3 separate regions of the Gossypium hirsutum genome follow, and regions 2 and 3 are each linked to region 1. Evidence: chromatin contacts called from public Hi-C data. All regions are on one chromosome and are shown on one strand. The core of a region is the stretch at or near the end of the contact, and the rest is flanking DNA. Distances in the headings are between cores, read along the strand shown.

Region 1 (2,700 bases), core at 102-2,601:
TTTTTTTCTACGTAAAATATTTGTGTTTGATCTTTTTAATTTCTTCATTATTTTACTTGTTCATTGCTTAAACTAGGTTTGTCTCCAACAATTAAATATATATTAATATAAACATCATTTTAAATTGATATAATAGAAATATTAAATTGATTCAAAATTTTACATGCATGACCAATACAAACATATTGTCAAATTCAAGGACTGAATTGATAAAATATTAATAATATAAAAATTTAAAAAATACATAAAATCACTTAAATTTTGCACTAATTTAATTGAATTTCTTTCCATATTTTTATATTTATATTAATAAAATTTTGCTCATACCCCGTTTTATCTACCGTTTATTTATTTACTTTTTTAGAATATTATCCACTATTTTATTTAATTTTTTGTAAAATAGATCTACTATTTATTGGAGATAAAGAAAGGGGGGATTTGTAGACCACTGAAGTTTTAGGGGAAAGTTGAGAACCTGAATCAGAGACGTGGCACGATAAGGGCTGGGGTTGTCTTTGTAGGTTTGGGTGGGTTGTCTTATCATGGATCTTTCATGTCCTCAGTCAATCTAAACCATAATATTTGTTTGGTCAAAAAGACCATATTCCTAGCCCTGTTCTAAGCATTACCCCAACCCTAAACCTTCAAGGAAAACACACTCCTTTGAACTATTTGACGGGTCCTTGTATTGAAGGGCCTTAGAGTTAGGAGTCAGTAATTTAATGTTCTCTAGCATTTGGTTTAAATAATTGGATTAAATCTCAAAATTATAAGTAAATTTTAGTTTAATATATAATTTTATATAAATTTTAATTTTATGTAATTTTATATATAATATTTTAATTTAATTTAATTCTTATAAATTATTAATATAATTATTGGTAAAACATCATATTATGTTTATATATAGCATACACAAATAATTATATTTATCCAATATTAAAATACTTTAATGTATTTATTTATTTAAATGTGTATAATTGAATCAAAATGAAAATTTTATTTATATATTTGAACCACATTCAAAGTTTCACATATATAATCGCACTAAATTAAAATTTATGTATAATTTTATTTTTTAAAATTTATAGAGGTAATTTAACCAAATATGAACATTTGAAAGTGGAATAAGCACTATTATTTAGGTTTAATACTTGAATTTCATACAGTTTTCTGATAATTTTATATATACTTACATTTAATAAAAATTAATACATTTTTTTATTTAAAAAAAAAACCTGTAAACTTATTGAAATATAGTAGTATAGAACTTCAAGATAGGAAGCCCAATTTTTAGGCCTAAAGAAGTAATAGTGATTTGTGGGGATGGGATGATGGGCCTGCTGGGTAGTAAGTGAGCATAGGAAGAGGAAATTTCAATAGTACCCCGAGAGAGCGAGCGAGGGAGCAGTGGATATGGCAGAGGAAGCAGAAGTGGATAAAACAACTCCTCATATTAGCCTTTCTTTTTAGTCCGTCCATTTCACAAACCCTCATCCTCAAAGCCACAGAGGAATAAGATAACACAAACCCAAATCTCTTTTACCTTCTCTTCTTCATTTTCCAAAGCCAAAGGCCAATACCCTCCTTTCCTCTCTTCTCCCCTCCTCTACAAGGAAATGGCAATTTCATCAACAGCAGCAGCCACTGCCGCTTCTTCTAAGCTTAGATACCCACACGCCTCCCCTTTCCCAACTCACTCCTCAACCACCACCTCTGCCTTTTTCTCCTCAATTCCCTCTAAACTAACCCCTACCCACCTCTCCTCTTCCTTCCTCCCTCCTTTCCTCACTACCGTTGCCACCACTTACGTATTCCCTCGCCGTCGCGATTCTTTCACCGTCAAAGCTGCCCGTGGGAAATTCGAACGCAAAAAGCCCCACGTTAACATCGGGACCATCGGCCATGTCGACCACGGCAAAACCACCTTAACTGCCGCTCTAACTATGGCCTTAGCTTCCATGGGTAACAGTGCCCCAAAAAAGTACGACGAAATTGATGCCGCCCCTGAAGAGCGTGCCCGTGGCATCACCATTAACACCGCCACTGTTGAATACGAAACCGAAAATCGCCATTACGCCCACGTCGACTGCCCAGGGCACGCTGATTATGTCAAAAACATGATTACCGGAGCTGCCCAAATGGACGGTGCTATCTTGGTTGTTTCCGGAGCCGATGGACCCATGCCTCAGACTAAAGAACATATCTTGTTGGCTAAACAGGTCGGTGTCCCTAACGTGGTTGTGTTTTTGAACAAACAAGACCAGGTAGATGATGAAGAGCTTTTGCAATTAGTGGAATTGGAGGTGCGTGAATTGCTCTCTAGTTACGAATTTCCCGGTGATGATGTCCCTATTATTTCTGGCTCCGCACTTTTAGCTTTAGAAGCTTTGATGGCTAAGCCCAGTATTCCTAGAGGTGAAAACCAATGGGTGGATAAGATTTATGAACTTATGGATGCTGTTGATAGTTACATTCCTGTTCCTCAAAGACAAACAGATTTGCCTTTCTTGTTAGCTGTTGAGGATGTGTTTTCCATCACTGGTCGTGGTACTGTTGCCACTGGTCGTATCGAGAGAGGTACTGTTAAGGTTGGAGAGACTGTTGACATTGTTGGATTGAAGGATACAAGGAACGTCACAGTTACTGGTGTGGAAATGTTTCAAAAGACATTAGATGACGCCATGGCTGGTGATAATG
Region 2 (2,700 bases), core at 87-2,586, 330 kb before region 1:
CCAGAATTTGAAGTGGAAGTTGAGTGCTCGAATATATTAATATCGAAAATACTCGTAATTTCAAGTACAAGATATTTTTGAATACCAAATTAATCTTGACGTTTGAAACAAAATTTGCATTTAGTAAAGTTATTAAGTAGTCTTAAATGAGTTACAAAAATATGAGATCAAAATAATACTACTATGTCTATACAAAATCAAGACCAGATGTACTTGCAACAAACTAAAACCTCTGCTTGTATGCTGCAACAGAGGCTTCATCAACTTTACTTTTACTATGTTCACAAAAAGCAATTTATTGTACAGATACAACGTGTGCACATAATATAGATCACTCCGTTCATTTTCATTAAGACACCAAGATCACACACACACACACACACATCTCCATTCCCTTCTTTGGACCACATATATATTTTACATTTACCAGGAAAACAGAAGTAGTTTCTAAAAATCCATAAATACAATTGCTACCGTAAATAATGACTAAATTTCCCTGTACAGTTGATTAAATAGCTAACCATGAAATGAAGCATAGCTGTTGACCAAAGCCAAGGCATTACTTGTCAAATGAGCGATTGTGACAATCTTGGATCTCACAGCAGTCTTTATACTGCCGTTCATGTTTTTCCCTCCAAACCCGTCGGCGCAGGTGTTCTCATCCGTCAAAGCAGCGCTAACCCATGTCTGTATATCGTTAATCATTAGTCCAAAATTGGAGCCTTTAATCTGACCCATCTCGCTGATTGACTTTCTCAGCTCATCTATCGTGTCCTCCAATTCCTCCACGCAATCTTGCATGGCGCCCACCTCTGTAGGCTTCAATCCTTGGCTTTTGGCAAGCTTCACCATCATGGCCGAGGTTGACTTGGCGGTTGAAAGGGTCACGTTTAGGGCTGCATGGGCGATGAGTTGGGGGCTTGTTTGGATCATGCTAGCCTGTGTTAAGAGAGATTCGTAACAAAGTTTAGGGTAAGTCGTTGAACTACAAGATGTTCTGATAAACTCAATGCTAGTTTTAGGGGCAATTTGCCTACCAGCTGAACTTATATTTATCAAGGAACTAAAGGCGACAAGAATGAGAAGGAATCCAAAAGAATTATAAGAGAATGTGCTTGCCATATCTCTTGCTCTTTATTTTTTCTATTTTTTGTTTTTTGTTTCCAAAGAAAAATGAGAGCAACTGGAATGATGAAAATGGTGGAGGCAAAGGCCAGCAATTTATAGGGAAAATGTTACCGCATGTGCATGTGCGTAATTCTCGCATACGTGATGTAATTGGTCCTAACTAGGCTTTAAGGGCCAAGCCTCATTGGAATAATTAGGGACAAGTTGTGTTCACGAGGTAACACAAATCGGGTTACAGTTGAAAACAATAAAATTGATACGATATGGCCCTTTGTCTTTTAGCTAGATATTTTAAAACAAACATGACAAAATTCTGTCGGCTGCGGTTGGATTTTTTAAATTTATCAAATTTCCTTGTATACTTTTTCAAAAAACTAAATCATTAAGCTTTGTTTTTTTTCTTTTACACTTGTATTTGAATATTTAAACTTTTAAAATATATAAAAAATTTAAACTTTTTAAAAAAATAAATAAGTCCCTACTTTTTTTATTTTACATTCAATTAGGTACTTAAATTTTTAAAATACATAAAAAAAAACTTTCAAACTTTTTTAAAAAAATAATTAAGTCCTTTTTTCACTCAATTGGGTATTTTAACTACTCCTAATTTTTTCAGATAAAGTCACCACATGTCACAACCTCAATAGGACATGTAACAAAAATGATAAAAATAAAAATCAATGAAAGTTTATAAAAATATTAAATTTTAATTAAAATATTTAAAAATTAGAATAATTAGAATAATTATAAAATCGTAAAAGAATTTATAAAGAATTTTAAAATTTTATAAAAGTTGTAAAAATTGTAAAATATATAGAAATATAGAAAAAAAATTATAAAATTTTATAAAGTCATAATAAAATTATAAAAAAATAAAGAAATATAAAATTGGAAAAAGACTTATAAAAATTACTGTACTAAAAAAGCATGTCATGCCGTGTTGCGATATATGATAACTTTAATTAAAAAAAACAAGAAGCTGTTATCTTTAACGGTTAAAGTTAATAGTTAAAAGTCTTTTTTATGCATTTTATAATTTTTATGGTATTTATAAAACAATCCTAATTTTTAATAAATTCTAAATATTTTTATTAAAATTAAATATTTTATAAATTTTTTTGATTTTTATTTTTTATAATTTTTTTGTCACATGCCACGCCATGGTTGTTACACAAGTGGCTTTGACTAAAAAAGATCAGGGGTAATTAAATTTAACGATCAACTGTTAAAGTTAATGGTTAAATGGTATTTTTGAAGCATTTAACAGTTCAAGTACCCAATTGGGTGAAAAAATTTAGGAGCTTAATTGCTTTTCTTAAAAAAGTTTGAAGGTATTTTTTATGCATTTTGAAAGATCAAATATACATTGTGTGCAAAAAAATAAAAAACAAAAAAATAGACTTAATTACTTTTTTAAAAAAATTAAACACTTTTTAAAGCCTTAAATCAATATTCTATTATGTTAAATATCTGAATTTACTATGTTGAAAATTTTTAAAACAACATATAAAAATTCAAATAGTGAAACTGATAAAACGAATTCCGATATTAAACCATTCATATGGAATATTC
Region 3 (2,700 bases), core at 82-2,581, 410 kb before region 1:
GAACACGATGAAGAAAAATGAAGTCTTTCTTCGATGTCGCGACATAGACTGAGGGTGTCGCGACATACCCCTGAAGATGGCTACACAGGAGCATACTAGTTGCTATGTCACGACATAGGTCCTGGTTTGTCGCGACATCGACTCTTAGACGAAAATTAAACACGAAGCAGGGTCACTTTGGTCTGCACAACCAAACTGAAAGCTCGAGAATATCAGCTAACCTAGGGTTAAGGACGACGAAAACCTGAAGGCTATAAATAAGCTCATTTGGCACATGTTATAGACACCTTTCCATTAACCTAGCTTCTCGTTTTAGATATAGTTTCGTTTTCTTTCTTTTTTAGGTTTTCTAGAGTTTAGGTTTTTTGACATGATTGGTTGTAATAATTGGGATCTCTGTTGGGTTGCAATTGCTTCACATTATAAGTATAGATTGAGCTTTAGCAAATAGAATTTTGAATCCATTGTTTGAATAAATCATTCATTGAATAAAATTTTGTGGAGTAAGATTGTCATTCAAACTACATTAACAAATCTCATGTGTCTTCTTTTTTGCTTTACTCACTTAAATATTGTTATTAATATGTTTTATTTAACATTAATTTGGACATTGAATTAGGAAGGTAAAAATTCTTTTAAAACCAATTAACAACAATTTTGTCCAGATCAACGATAGCCACTTTCAACCATTACAACAACGCTCGGGGTGAATTTGGATGGGCGGTGCGTTTACTTACAATTAGTGTAAAAATAGTTGTGGTGGTGAGAATAAACACTGTAGCGTGAGACAGAAAATAAACTAAATGCACTGCACTAAACCCACCGTTCATCCAAACCCACGCTCAATCGGTGAAGATAGTAGCAAATAGTAGAGGAATTTGTACGGCTAAGGAAAGAAAAGAAGATTTAGTGATTGAGGACCTATGATGCAAGGGGACTCCTCTTCTACACCAGTAATTTAATTCAATCTAGAAGTGTAAATTATTATCTTCATAAATTTAATTAATCTATGTTAAATAAAATCTATTAAGTAAAACTCTAATTATCCAAAAATATCTCTAATAAGAATCATAATAGAATAAAAAAAATCATAATATAGTTAAACACAACAGCACCAAATTCACCCCACCATCTTTTTGTTAACCAAGTTATCTAAGGGCTAGTTACAAGATTAGTCCCACATTAATTATTGAAGATCCAATTTAATACTAAAATCAAAATTCAATTTAGTTTAAAAATTATATTCATAAAAAAAACTAAAAATCTAAAATATATGTTTTTATCAACTCCAAAATCAGATTTTAAGCCCAAAAAGCCGATTTAATAGCCCACTCTCAATGGAAAAAGGGCAGGGTGTAGTAGCAGAAAAACCCTGCGAGTAACGAGCCCAGGGTTTTAAACTAACACAACCGGAGCCGAAGCGCTTTTTGTTCGTTCGGCCTCAGCGCTCTACTTCAACTTCTTCCTATTTCTTTCTGCAGTTTCTTTGGGCCAATCATACTAAGAAAACGGGACATTTTTGTCTTCCAAAAGTTTCTGTTATGCCTACTTGTTCCTTCTTCTTACTAGTGCTTTAAACAAAACTCGCATACACCGTTTCTAAACATGACGAATAAGAGAGTTCTTTCACGTCCCCTCTTCTTCAAAACCAGAAGAGCAGTAACAACCTCAGCTGCTCTTCCATTAGACCCCTCCTACGCCACCATTTCATCCATCCCCGCCGACCATTTTTCCCTTTGCCTCTCCTTCTCTGAGCAACTCATTAATCGTGGCTTACTATCCTCTGCTCGGAAACTCTTTCAGCGCGTCGTTTCTAACTCTTCTCCTGTCTCTGATGCATTATCAACCGTTGATTTCGTCACTTCCCGTGGCTTGGACCTTGATTTATCCACATACGCTGTTCTCATTAAGAAGCTTGTGCAATCAGGGCATCTCCTGTTGGCCTACTCTTTTTACTCAGATTATATTATTGGTAGAGGTATTATTCCCGACTCCTCTATTGCTAATTCTATAGTCATTTGTTTGTGTAAGTTAGGGAAGTTAGAGGAAGCTACAATTCTTTTTGATCGGCTTGTAACGGACAATTCTTGTGAAAAGCCTGCCTTTAATGCTCTCGTTAGGCTGCTATGCTCGCAAGAAAGATTTTTGGATGCATTTGATTACTTTATTAAAATGATTAATATTAATGTTAATTTGGGTTGCTGGTATTATAATGTGTTGATTGATGGACTATGTCAGAAAGGGTATTTGGAAGAAGCGATTCAAATGTTTGATTTAATGCCTGAAAGAACAGAATCGTTACCTACGCTTCATTTGTACAAGTCTTTGTTTTATGGTCTTTGCAGACAAGGGTGGGTTGTGGAGGCTGAGTCTTTGTTTGGAAAAATAGAGTCGCAGGGTTTCTTTGTGGACAAGACGATGTACACTTCATTGATAAATGTATACTGTAAGGGTACGAAGATGAAAATGGCCCTGAGAGTTTACTATAGGATGCTCAAGACAGGTTGTAGGCCGGATAGTTATACTTATAACACATTGATCCATGGGTTTGTTAAGATGGGTTTGTTTGATTACGGTTGGGTGTTATTCAACCAGATGATGGGACAGGGACTGCAGCCAAGTGTGGTCACTTTTCACGTTATGATAAGTAATTATTGCAGGGAAGGGAAGGTGGATTGTGCTTCTATGCTTCTGAATAAC

What was found. A called contact is a pair of places that touch in the nucleus more often than the background predicts.
Region 2: a contact with region 1 is called in a Hi-C map of leaf, with 2.3 times the contacts expected there. The contact joins the promoter of LOC107886165 here to the promoter of LOC107886217 in region 1. A contact is called at or near these places in 5 of 34 Hi-C or Micro-C datasets (leaf and petal).
Region 3: a contact with region 1 is called in a Hi-C map of leaf, with 4 times the contacts expected there. The contact joins the promoter of LOC107886167 here to the promoter of LOC107886217 in region 1. A contact is called at or near these places in 7 of 34 Hi-C or Micro-C datasets (anther, callus, leaf and 2 more).

The regions. Positions count from the first base shown.
Region 1 is chrA03:14,093,251-14,095,950 of Gossypium_hirsutum_v2.1, reverse strand. It overlaps LOC107886217 (elongation factor Tu, chloroplastic), which reads left to right and starts at 1,351. Exons shown (of 1, transcript XM_016810086.2): 1 at 1,351-2,700. The coding sequence starts at 1,620.
Region 2 is chrA03:14,420,104-14,422,803 of Gossypium_hirsutum_v2.1, reverse strand. LOC107886165 (21 kDa protein) reads right to left here and starts at 1,336. Exons shown (of 1, transcript XM_016810013.2): 1 at 211-1,336. The coding sequence starts at 1,122. The coding sequence ends at 517.
Region 3 is chrA03:14,504,231-14,506,930 of Gossypium_hirsutum_v2.1, reverse strand. It overlaps LOC107886167 (pentatricopeptide repeat-containing protein At5g62370), which reads left to right and starts at 1,331. Exons shown (of 5, transcript XM_016810015.2): 1 at 1,331-2,700. The coding sequence starts at 1,606.